Linked DNA regions of Hordeum vulgare: region 2 is linked to region 1. A link is a contact called in public Hi-C data. All regions are on one chromosome and are shown on one strand. Each heading gives the region's core, a stretch centred on a gene start, on an enhancer-like site or on the middle of the called end of the contact. The rest is flanking DNA. Distances are from core to core; before and after follow the strand shown. Region 1 holds the start of LOC123402578 (CDT1-like protein b). Region 2 has its middle 940 kb from the start of LOC123402578.

What was found. A called contact is a pair of places that touch in the nucleus more often than the background predicts.
Region 2: a contact with region 1 is called in a Hi-C map of seedling, with 3 times the contacts expected there. The contact joins the enhancer-like site here to the promoter of LOC123402578 in region 1. A contact is called at or near these places in 2 of 6 Hi-C or Micro-C datasets (leaf and seedling) and 1 of 1 datasets of contacts at active chromatin or transcription factors (embryo).

The regions. Positions count from the first base shown.
Region 1 is chr6H:278,955,746-278,962,489 of MorexV3_pseudomolecules_assembly, forward strand. LOC123402578 (CDT1-like protein b) reads right to left here and starts at 3,014. Exons shown (of 4, transcript XM_045096504.1): 1 at 2,911-3,014; 2 at 1,708-1,827; 3 at 1,562-1,616; 4 at 217-277. The coding sequence starts at 2,999. The coding sequence ends at 233.
Region 2 is chr6H:279,896,367-279,903,234 of MorexV3_pseudomolecules_assembly, forward strand. No RefSeq gene overlaps it. Among protein-coding and RNA genes, the nearest start is that of LOC123402578, 940 kb to the left of the region's middle. Within about 2 kb of position 1,870, at least 3 of the 3 cell types and tissues checked have open chromatin away from gene starts, as enhancers often do. A contact at or near this core is called in leaf and seedling, where this site is marked.

The sequences.
Region 1 (6,744 bases), core at 1,764-4,263:
TCCGCCGGACGACGCGTAGCATGCCCCATTCTATATTTATGCAATTAGATAATTTGATTCTAAAAGAGCCAATTAGACATAATATTTCATACAAGAACATGCAAAGTACACTACAATCACACATAGTACAAATCTGGTACTCAGCTATAAAATACAACTAAGTATACACATAACTAGCTCCAGTGAGCTAAAACGGATTGGTGGGAATGGGTTTTCTTCGGGATTCTTCTTCCTAAAGATCGTGTACACCCAAATTTTGAAGAATGAAGGCCAGCATCTGCAAGTAATAAATTATAAAAAGTTAGAAACATAATCAATTGAATTCGTGAATATAAAAATCTCATAACGATGAAAATTTGTTGCAGAACTTTAGATTTAACAGAAAACCATGCATATAACATTCTCATAACAACGAAAACTAAGATACATTTTGCAAATGATAAATACCAGCACAGTGCAAGTTAACACAACAAATGGACAACAAACAAACGAAGTATAACTATAAGCAGACAACAAATATCAGTGAAAGCAGTACCAAGTAACCGACATCAAGCTCTCAAACAGGCAATGGTAGGCACAATTGCTGCGTCCGATAAAACAAGGATATATGTATGCGTGTATGTCATGTTCGCTGCGTGCGGATGCCATCAAACGGACACCCACATGGGTTTCTCAGGAAAAAAATTGATGGGGACTGAATGAAAAGACACTGGAAAGTTACTTGCAATGCAGCCGCTACCCAGTAGTATTGGGTGGTGCTTGCTTGCATGGTTACTGCAGTTGGGAATGGAAGCTAATGGCATGGACCAGGTAAAACTCAGTAAGCAGTGTAACGCAGACAAAAGTCATGAAGCAGAGTAACACAGACAAAAGTCATCAAGCAGAGTAACACATACTCATCATGAGACATATGAAAAAATACTGTGAAGTCCAAACTGACTCGGACACAGACACAATGACTGTAACACAATGCTTGAACCAGCACCAGCACCAGCAGCAAGGAATAGAAGCTGGCACTTTGATATGAATACAGTAAACTCCAAACTCATAGGGACAAAACGCTAATGCTAATGCAATGCAAACTCATGGGAGAAACTAGAAGTAACATGCAAAATCACTTGGCACAGTTGCGCTGACAATGTTAGGTTCAGCATGCTACACGTACACGCAATTTTATTTTATGAGCAGTAAAACGGAGCAGCAAATCCCGGTCATACATTAAGAAATTAATGTATTATGTAACTACAGAGCTATTACATAATACAGTTTATTAATGTAAACATTTTATCATTTCTTAATGTATTGTTGGCTGTGTAGTTACATGATAGTAGCTCTGGTAAGTACGTGCAAACAAATTTGTAGCAGGCCGAATACTCCCAGCTCCAAATGCAACCAAGAAGCAAGCAAATTCCCACCATAATCCGTCACAGCTAGAGTGATTAAACATGCCAAAATCCCGAAAACAACTATTCCGTGTGCTATCGGAGAGATACAATTTGAGCCTACCAATATAATATGTGCCAAGACTGTTCACAACAATACTAGCATGAACACGCTGTACCATAGCCTCGGGCATGATGTACTTGAGCTGTGCGAGATGGCCATAGGTAAACCTCCTGCAGACAGAATTGTGTAAATTAGAGACTAGATTATTTAAATCAAACGGAGCAGCAATCATCTGATTGTTTTGTCATAAGAGGCCAGTACCTCTCAGCCAAGTTCCGAATGCTAGCGCAGATGTTGGGGAATGTTGCCTTGGATCCCTTCATGCGGAGGAGCCGGGTGGAGCTCTCAAAGCAGTTGAAGAACTCGCAGAGAATCTCATAGCTGATCATCATCAATGACATAAACCAAATTAGAAAACAGAACTGGTGCAATACAAAGATGCTGGAATTTAACAGGGTGAATTTTGCATCTAGATAACAATTGCAATTATCTAATGTCAGTTGCGGTAAATTGCATCAGAGAAATAAAACATACAGATTGTTGTTGGTTTCACTAAAATGATGATGGTCCGAAACTATGTAAAAGGATTCAGTTTGGGGGCACCCAAGAAAGCAGGCTAGATCCACCCAAGAAAGGTCAATTTGAGTTCTTTGGGCTGCAGTCAGCTCCTGGATTATGTCACAACTATTATTACACACTCTAGTCTCAGAGTGGTCTCTAAATTTTGTTACCTCCTCCTCTTCTGAGGGCACTTGGTCCCTGCAGATCTCCAACATCATATTTGTTGACCAACCTACCGGGACTGGGTTCAGCTACAGCTCTGACGAGACAGGGGTCAACAATGATCTGTATGACTTCCTCCAGGATCAGTTTACTTCTTTACTCTATCGATCCAATTCGAAGCAGTATTTTACTACACTACTGCAGAAACGTGGTTTATTCATTCAGCAAGAAATACTTTATCAAAAAGATGCTAAAACGTCCTCCAGGTGTAAGATCATCATATAACAACATAAAGGCCTAAACACATCAGGGCACTCTTTTATTTGTAGTACTAGTTTGGTTTCAGTTAACAATGCTCATATATAGTGCAGTCCTACTTTCCTAAGGCACAACAATTCCTTTACATTTGGATATTCCCACCGGAGCATAACCCATTTTTCCTGATTAAGTGCATTACAAGATGTTTCTCCACACTTTCTAAATTCGGTGCTAGCTATTTCTGCACCCCTTAATCGACCAGAACAAAGAATATCTATCCCCTTCAACCTCTTTTGGATAACTGTACAAGAATTCGAGCGCATCCTTGGAACGATTCAGTTTCAGGCGAAGTTGAGGAAAAAAATGACAGATTGATGTTGGTTTTATACTAGACTAAGAAAACAGGACTGGATTTCATGGGGGTAAGCAGGAGATGAAACGGTAACCGCAGATCTGCGGCAGTTACCTCTTCGGCAGCTTTACCTTGGGCCTGCGCTTGACGGGGCTGCGGCCGACGCCGGCGCCCACGCCGAGCTCCCTCTCAATAGACTAGAGCGCGTCCACCCCGGCATCAACCTCCGCCACGGGGCCCCTACCGGCGCGATGCAGCTCGAGCGCCGCCCGCCGGACCTCCTTGACGGACAGCGCGACGGCGCCGCCGCTGCGGCCCCTCCGCAGCAGCGGCCGCTGCTTTGTCTTCTCCGGCGTGACCAGATCCAACGCGGCCGCGGCCACCTTCTTCATCTTCTCCGGCGTGGCGAACTGGCCGACCGACGAGGCGACGGACGTCTTCACCTTCCACGGCGACCGGACGCTGGCGGCCACCGTCCGGGGCTTCTTGGATGGGGTGCCGGCGTCCATCGCGGGGAGGGGGAGGGGGAAGGCTGCGGTAGGGTTCGGCGTGCGAGATGGCCATAGGAGCGGGGAGAGAGGGTGAGGGGGTGAATGCCACCGTCAGACGCGCGCTTGCTGCTGCTCGCCCGCATCTCCATCTCCATGGGCGGTGGTGGGTGGATGGGTGGGGGGCTGTTGCATGCGGCGGATCGAGATCTGGGAGGGAGATGTGGATCGAGGGAGACATAGGGTTTCAGAGAGAGTGGATAGAGAGAGAGATGGCCACGAGGGGTTGGGTTTGGTGGGTTTGCGGTGGGTTGGATGGACAGACAAATGAACAGATGTATGGGTGCATGGATGGACGGATGATTGACATGTCATCCATCCATGTCACGTCACGATTGTTTCCACCAACCAGAATAAAATTTATGTAATTTTGTTGTTTTTTATTTTTAATTATATTTTACCTTTTTATATTTTTTTCAAATGATTTCATTTTTTCAGAAATGTGCATATTGCAATGACAAGCAATGTTGTTTTTGTTCCTAGCACAACCAATTCCATCAAGCAGAATAAAGCATATGTCATTGTATTTTTCCTATTGTTTTGCTTTTTTTTTTACATGATAAAATCCAAATATGATATTATGGAGTATACAAGCTTTCATCTTAGAATTATAAAAAATGTTGTCAAAGGAACTTTTCATTTTCTTTGCACGAAAAATCCATTTTCCATTTTTCGAGTGTTCAAAGTGAGTTTTTTGTGAAGGACCTACCATATATTTGTTTCAAAATTGTACCAAATAATTTTTATAAAATACTAGGACATATTTAATGTACAATTAACCAAATGGTTGGGTGTTAAAATCTTTTATCCACCTCTAGTGAAAAAGACAAATTGTCGCCGATTTAGCACGAAGCGGGTCAAATTTGAACTAAAGGTGCCTCATAGTTTTTTCATGATTTTTCCTAAAATTATTTTTAGGTAAAAAATTATCTGTTTAATTAGAGATCCAACAAAATTTTGATAAGATTCAACCCCTAGCTATGAACGGTCATGCCCGACATTTCGACCGCATTTCGAAACGGGCACAACAAATTAAAAAAAAATGCAAAACCTTCGCGTTGTGTGATAATATGTGACCAAGTTATCAGGAAAAATAATAAACTTGTAATACAGTGATTACTTTAAAAAAGTGTTCTCAGAAATGGGTTATAGTGTGTGAAGATTCATGGCTTTCAAGCCAAATGATCAATCTTATGGCCACATTCATGGCATAGTTTGTTCAAACGATCTAATATTATGCACAAGGGTGCATATTGGAATGGCAAACAATGTTGATTAAGGAAGTTTTCATTTTCCTTGTATGAAAAATTGTCCGAAATGAGTTTTTTTGTGAAGGACCTACCATATATTTGTTTCAAAATTGTACCTAATAATTTTTCTAAAATACTAGGCCATATTTAATGTACAATTGACAAAATGGTTGGGTTTTAAAAGCTTTTATCCACATCTAGTGAAAAATACAAATTGTCGTCGATTCAGTAGGAAGCGGGTCAAATTTGAACTGCAACTGCATTGTAATTTGCTATTTATTTTTCCCAAAAATCATTTATTGGTACAAAAGTATCTATTTAATAAGAATTACATGGTGTGGTGGCTTGACGCCGAGGTTTCGATGGTGGTCGAGTGCCCCAACTCCAGAGCGCGTGAACTTACATGCGAGTCGCGTGGTCACCACGTTACCGTTGCATTGCCATGCATTCTCGGTGGAATAGGCATGTCTGGTGGGTTAGACACTCCCTCGGTAGATGTTAGGAAGAAGAATACAATAGAAGAATCTCACGAGGAGACCGAACTAAGCTCAAACATGAATTAGCAGTCAAGTGTTTGATTAGCGGTGCGGGTAATGCACATAGACAATGGGCCTAAATTTTGGCTGAGGATGATCATCTACTAAGGATACTCTCTTGCCAGAATTTTAGCTCAAATGGATGAACCTAGCTGACACTTGCTTTGCAAAGTACCACACTGTGCAGAAATATGGATGTTGAAGCTGGGATCAAATGAATCATTGGACTGAGCTGAAATTTGGTGTATGATGTTAATTAGGGCATATGAAGGCACTTTAAAAAAGTTATACCATTTGGACATGCCAAAGTGACACTTCCTAAAATTGTAATTGAAACTGGGCTCACATAGATGATTGGATTGAGCTGAAATTTGGAGGAGGAGGATAATTTGGGCGCATTAAGGCACTGTAAAAAACATAAAATTTGGATAAACAAAAATTGTACTTCCTTCACAATGATTTCTACTGAACAAAATATTGGGAAAAATATTGAGGGAAACTGGCTGAATTAAATGAGCTAAAATTTGGTGGAGAGAGGTTATATGGCTAGTTTTATTACATGGTAAATTTTCATCAACTATAAAGCAATATAAAATGTAGTTGCTTCACAAACTAAAAATATTAGCAAAAACAAAGATTGGATGATGAGCTCACATGGATTGTTAGATGGGGCTAAAATTTTGTGGAGAGCTATGTTTTGGGCATATAGAAGATGCGGAAAAAATTCAACTCATCACGATATTCCTATGTAGTACTTCCTTCACAAAGCTGTTAGCTGAACACAAAACTTTGGAAATTTGCTGAGAAAGATTTACTAGGAAAGAGTGCCCAAAAAAATTGAGGGTCATCAAAGAAATAGAAATAACACTTCTTTCACAAAGTGCTATTCTGAACAGAATAGGAAAATGAATATTGCTGAATTATTTTCGAACTATGGAAGGAAGAGTTTTCACATATGTGAGGAATATATGATCCAAAATATTTATGAGAATTTTTCGAGAATTTTTGGAATGACAGAATAGTAGGTTGCTTCACAAACTAGGCAAAAAATAACACATGGACATGACACGTAGGTAAAACTGATGATGTGGCACCTAGTCATAGCTATGACCATCTATATTGGTCGTAATTAGCTACAAATTAGCAAACATGGCTATCTTCTTTACGACCTTTTCCAGTAAGGAAGTTACGACCTTTGTGATGAAAAAGGTCGTTAGTTTTTGAGGTTAGGACCCCTCCGGACAGCTTACAACCAATTGGTCTCAAATGTTCGTAGATTTACGACCAATTCTGTGAGTGTCACTGACAGAAGGTCGTTAGTTGACATATTTCTTGTAGTGTGCAAAGAGTAAAACCCTACTCTTGCTGTTGGTGGATTGCCTCTCTCGGAGGTTGATGAACGAGATAGTACAGTGCTCTTGAGCCTCCGGAGGCCGAGTGGCTTGGTTTGTTGCTCTAGCGTTATGATCGTCCAATCCCCCTTCTCACGTATCCTACCCTGTCTATTTATAGTGAAGGCAAGGGTCCTCTTCCCTTATCGTAGGTGGGAAGGGATCCCACAACGACATGTTTTGGTGGGAGACAAGGGAACATGCTTCTCCTGCCAAAATTGGTCTTCGCCTGCAAAGCCG
Region 2 (6,868 bases), core at 620-3,119, 940 kb after region 1:
ATGTCCCTTATCACCAAGCCTCGTGTCTACAAGTGCCAGACCTACCCTGAAGATCCTATGGTCATCAACTGCCTGTATGACTGCCGTCAACGAAGATCGGCAAGTGAACCTCTATGTTATCATGGATCCATCAAGATCGTCGCGCGAATGAATACTTCCACTACGGCACGTGTACAACTACTTTCCTCAACGAACATCGGTCCACCCCAAATGCACGCTACAAAGGTATACCGCTGAGACGATGCCTGTGGATGAATGCATTGTTATGTGAGATGTGACGTTGTTCATTTCATATATGCCATGTTAGTTGTAGGTGCCTCCATATTCATGCCACTGGCACATGGGAACCCGGTAACCGGGATCACCCCATCATTGTTTGGCATGACCTGCTCACACCCGCAATTCTTTCGCATCGGTATCTCAACGGGTTACCAGAACCAAAACGTTGTTGTGGCACCGTTTTCGCTTTCATTGCCGTGCCAACCTTTTCCTTCCGCCATGATAATAAATGCTCCATATCATATTATATGCCAAAGTTTTCATTATATTGCTTGTAATACAAATGTGTCATCCTCATGCATGATTAAGAACATTTAAAATATTGTTTGCATTAATACTGCCAAATGCCATGTAAAAATGGTTTATTTCATAACTAAATAACCGTAGCTTCAATTTTAATGATCTACAAATGTAACTTGACTAGAAAAACATGTAAAATCACATGATGCACTTTATTTTCCTGTTTAATTAGTATAAAACATGTTTAGTTCAGATCTGGACCAATTTCAAAATTAACGTATGGGGTCATTTCGAAAATGCTATATGTTGTTTCCGACCTCGTTTAAATGTCTAAATGGTGTAGTTAATTTATGCTTCACCTCTTGCCATATAAACCAACATTTAAGCTTCCCGTATAAATAAATGAGGGTGAGTTAAATGATTCGAATGCGGAATTTCGTTAATATGCAACTCGTTGCATATTGAGCTTCACTTAACGTGTAGTATTTGATTCTTGTGATTGTCATGCCTTGCATTACTATCAAGACATGCATCATATGGGTCTGTGCATCATGTCATTCATACGTTTTGTGTTTATTGTGTGTTGATTTTTATTTCCGGATTGTTTGTTCTCGATAGAGTTCTAAACCACTTTGGAGTTTGTGGATTCGTCCAACTACATCGATTTCTCTACTTCACGGTTTCGTTCTTCTTCCAAGCGGAATCATAGGCAAGATGATCATTTCCCTAGATACCAGTACTATCATTCTCATGGTAGTTGTCTCGTTTCTATTGCCATGTCACGCTGTGTAACAGCTCGGAATCGATGCTCCAGAAGATTTCCCTTTTATTCCATTGTCACTGTGTGATTTATTTGGTTGCTGCATTCATCATCGCATCATTTGCATCATACGCATTGAATCGGCACTCCATTGCCGTCATTTTTTTTTTAAACTTACATCCGTTATTACTTGTAGGTTGTCTCTGTTTTTGTCCGTGGCCATATTAAGACCAACCACACACGCACGCGCCCGTGGCACCGATAAAATATTATTTTCCAAACTGTGTACAGAACATTCTCGGAATGGGTTGAGAATTGACGTGTGGTCTTTTTTTGTAGTTAGACCACCTAAAACTTTTGTCGCATTCAGAGTTCGTTTGATACCCGAACCATTAAATATATAACGGCACTAAACTCGGTTTAATTATCGGAGGTTTTATGGGTTTAAAAACAATGTCACAGACTGCCATCTTCCCTCTTATCTCAGCCCAAGACCCCCTACACATCCCACTAGCCCAGCCTAGCCTACCCCTCCGTTTTGGATCGACCGGTCGAGATTTGACGGTCCGAAATCAGGAAAAATAGCTAACCCTGCCAACCGTAGCTCCTCCCCATCGACCCTGCCTTGCCGGCGCCGCCGCCAACTAAAGCGCCATCGCCGTACCTGACTGTCCCTCGCTAGAGCCGCCTCGTTGTTTCCCAGCTCCTCACAGGCGATGCCAAGCCGCTGCGCCATGCCGCGCCCCCGCATCCCGCTGCCTCACTAAGCGGCCGCTGACCGCCTCCCGACTTCCACCGACCGGATCTGGGTTCCGACGCCCATCACAGCCACTGTCCCTTTCCTAGCGCCAAATCCATCCGCAGGCAACCCAGCCATGACCGCAGTTCCAGCGCGGGCTCCTGCATCATTGGGAGGACGGTGCCTCGACCTACCCCTCGTCGTTGTCCAGTGCAAGGTGGGTTATGCGAGTGCCTCGCCCCATGGGCCGCTGACCGCATGAGGCCCAACGCCAAGGCTTGCCTCACCCGCAGCCAGGTCGTGGCCCATCCACTGCCTCCTCTAGCCGGCCCAACCTCGTCACCCAACTGCTCGCCCCGTGGTCCTCCTTGCCGACTTGGGCCGAGCCTAGCTAGGTGAGATGCTACCCGAGCTCCCCAATCTCTTGCCCAGTGCGTAATTTTATATCCAACACCTGATGCTCATATTGGCCCAGTTCAGTCAGATTCGACCCGTGTTACGTTTTTCCCATTAGTGATTTTTTCAATGAACCAAGACATTTTAATTATAGAAATTTGCATCATTTTAAAATGATAATAACTATTTAACCGTGCATCGGATGGAAATAAACTATATATGTGAAATCTCCACAATTTTGTGTAGATTAATAATATTCCACTTTCATGCATGTTTAAAAATGTTTAAACCGTTGTTTGCATTATTTTGCATGTTGTCATATTAAAATGGTTTAATTCATATCAACATAGCCGTGCGTCGAATTTAAAAACTTCATATATGTTAAATGCTTATAATGTTGTGTAGATTCACAATATTCAACTCTCACATGTGTTTAAAATTGTTAACTTGTTGTTTTCATTTAATTTGCATAGATGCCATGTTAAAAAAGTTTGCCTCATAATTATATAACTACAACTACGATTAAAATGTTTCATATATGTAACTCGACCAGAAAAATGTTTAGAACAACATGGTGGCATTTATTTTACTGTTTAAGAAATCTAAAATTGTGCATAGACAGAACATTACCGAATCTTAATTTGTTCCGGCCTCATTTGAACTTGCTTAGAATCTCATGCAGTTTCATAATATCTTGTGCATCCATGATTTAACATTTTGTGGTTGTCATTTGCATCCATTTTGGATTCGTGGCATATCATCTAGTGTTGCTCATATCTTTTAGACCATAGCTTCTTTTTAAATGATCTATATATGTAAATCGACTAAAATGACCTCTAGAATCATATGGTCCACTTTATTTTGCTGTTTAACAAATATATAATATGTTTAGTTCATATCTGGACCAATTTTGAAATTAATATATGGGGTCATTTCGGAAATACTATATGTTGTTTCGGAGCTCATTAAAAATGCCTAGATAGTGTACTTTATTTATGCTTTACCTCTTGACATGTTTAACAACATTTAATATTGTCGTGTACCTAAACGAGAGTGAACTAAGTAATTCAAGTGTGTAGTTTGGTCAATATGCAACTCGTTGCATATTTAGCTTCACTTAATGTGTAGGAGTTGATTGTTGTGCTTTACCATGTCAAGCATAATTAAATGGACATGCATCATATTTGATCATGCATCATGTCATGAATATGTTGTGGTGTTTATTGTGTGTTGATTGTTGTTTCCGGGTTGTTTCTACTCGATAGAGATCTGAACGGCTCTGGAGTGTAGGATCGTTCGACTACGTTGGTTCGTCTACTTCATGGATTCGTTCTTCTTCCAAGCAGGATCACAGGAAATATTATTATTTCCCTAGATACGATTACTATCATTGCCATGCTAGTTGTCTCGTTTCTATCGCTATGCTTTGCTGCCTACCACATGTTGATGTCACCCTCCCAATATTGCCATGATAAGCCTGTAAAGCATTGTTTGGCTATGTTACTCCTTGCTCAGCCTTCTTATAGCATGCTAGTTGCAGGTCCAGTTTTTTCCATGTGGCAACATGGGTTCCTTGTTATATCACCATATTCTTGCTCTTTAATTTAATTCACCTATATACTTGGTAAGAGGTGGAAAGCTTGGCCTTATAGCTCGGTGTTTTATTCCACCTTTTTCGCCCTAGTTACTTGCAAACCGGTGTTATGTTCCATATTGACCACTCCTAACATGCTTGGGGTTGTTATGGGAACTCCCTTGACTTTCGTTTTGGAATAAACTCGTCTGGCAAGACTGAACATTGGTACTATTTGCTTAATAACAACTAATAAAATTTGCATAGGGAAGTGATCACCCTATGGATAATTAATCATCCCACCTCGGGCCAGTGCTCCTGATGAGAGTTAGTCCAACCCATTACACTATGAGGGGCCAACCCAAGGGAACTTGGGTGATTTCTGTCAGCCCACTGTAAACTAGCTTATCCGACGTGTCCTGAGACTGAGATACGCGACTCTTATCAGGGTCGTCTCTACATCGGGCAGTCTTGCTGGATCTGTTTTACCCTTCTCGATCGTCTTGTGCGAGGGATTCCGTTGATACTTTGGGCTATCTCGAGGTTGCGGTTTTTCACCAGGAATCCGAGGAGATCACGGGTTTTTTGTGGTCGAGGTTTCCGGCGCAGCTTGTGGTAGTTTGTGATGGACTAGTTGGAGCACCCCTGCATGGTTAAATCTTTCTAAGAGCCATGCCCGCGGTTATTAGCAACTTGGAAACTTTGTTTAACACCAGATCATAACAAACTTGAAGTAAATTTAATTAAAATTTGCCAACTATGGGCATAAGCGTGACTGTCTCTTCTCGTGAGCTCTGTATCCGAGAGAGGACATAGTGGGGTAATGTTTGATGTAAGTAGGTGTTCTGGATCACTTCGGGATCCTTTTAGTTCACATCCTTTAGGCGTAGATCATCCCCCCTTTCATTCTTGTACCCGTAAGTTACCCATTAAAATAAATGCTTAGTTGCTTGCTGCAGCCTCACCACTTAACTATACCTCAACCAATAAGCTTTGTTAGTCTTTATACCGTTGGAAATGAAAATGCTGAGTGCCAGTGTCTCACAGATTACTATAACAACACTTGCAAGTACAGTTAAAATGATACTTTGACGTGAAATTGATGATTGTTCTATTTGGAGATTCCTTCTTCTTCGTCAACTATCTAAAATGTGTTCCAGGCCGGCACCCTGGTATAGCAAGGACGGAAGTTGTTATTTTATCGTTTGATTTCGTCCATTCACTACTGGAATTCATAAATTTGCCGTCTGCCATGCCTTTGTTGTCTGCTGACGCATGGAAAAGATCCTCTTTGCCGTCAGCTGGTACAAAGCCGACGGCAAAGAGGTTGCTGATGGCAAAGGTTTTATTTGCCGTCTGCCACCTCTTTGCCGTCTGCTGACGCATGGCAAAGGCCCCACAGGCGGACGACAAATAGTACACAGACGGCAAAGGGGCGCCACCCTAACGGCCAAATCCCGCCCCACCCCACCCACCCCTTTGCTTTCTGCCTCCCAGCCTTTGCAGACGGCAAAGGGGCGCTCCCCCTAACGGCGCCCAGCCTCCACCCTCCCCCCCGCTCCCCTAACGGCACACTCCACCCCGGCCGCTCCCCTCGACCTCCTGCCTCTCTCTCGCGTGCCCCATGCCCACTCCAGCGCCGCCGCCACCACCACCGGAGCTCCCCGCGCCCCTCCTCCTCGCGCCCTGCCCACCCCAGCACCGCCGCCGCCACCACCGGAGCCGCTCCGACCCACCACCGTCGCGTGGCCGGAGCTCGCCCTCCCCTCCTCCCCGCACACCTCTTCCCCGCCGCCCAGGGCCGGAGCTCGCCCTCCCTTCCGCCCCGGCCGCCCACTGCCACTACGCAGGTAAGGTTTTTTTGGCTTTATTTCCTATTTTTATTTTAAATTAGATAGTTAATTCAGATAGTTAGTTTATTTTGTGTTTTTTCTGTTAAATTGGATAGTTAGTTTTTTCTGTTTTTTACGTTAAATTAGATAGTTAGTTTATTAAGTAGAAGAAGTAAATAGAAAAGAAAAAAATAGATAGAAAAAACTTAGAAGAAGAAGAAGAAGAAAGAGGAGAGGAGGAGAAAGATAAAAGAAAGGAGAAGAAGAGGAGGAGGAGGAGAAAAAAGAATAATAATAATAATAATAATAATAATAATAAGATGATCAAGAAGAAGAAAAAGAAGAAAAAGAGGAGAGAGGAGAAGAATAAAGAAGAGGACCCCGACCCCCGACGCCCGACCCACGACGATCGACGCCACCAACCCCTGACCCTCGACCCCCGACCTGCGACGCCACTAACACCCGACTCCCGACACCCGATGCCCGACACCAGTGACCCCCGACCCCCGACCCCCGACGCCCAACCCCCGACTCCACTAACCCCCGACCCCCAACGCCCGACGCCGACCCTCGACTCTAGACGTCACTGACCCTCGACCCTCAACCCCCGACGCCACTGACCCTCAACTCCCGACGCCACTGACCCTCGAACCCCGACCCCCGACGCCCGACGCCACTGACCCTCGACCTCCGACCCCCTACCCCTGACCCCCGACACCTCTTCTGCCTTTTGTTGACCGAAAAGACCTCAAGCCCCGACGCTAGTGACCCTCGACCCCCAATGACACTGACCCCCGACCACCGACACAACTAACCCCCGACGCCACCGACACCCGACACCACCGACCATCGACGCCACCGACACCCGACACCAGCGACCATCGACGCCACTAAGCCGACAGGGGTCATTGTTTTGTAAATTATTAGTTAGGCCACATATTTTCCGATTATGTTAATTATAAAAACATCATATTTGTGTTGATCGTGTGAATTTCAATGTGCAGTTGTTCGACGACCTCCACGTGCGTTGGACGAGCTCCACCCCTGCT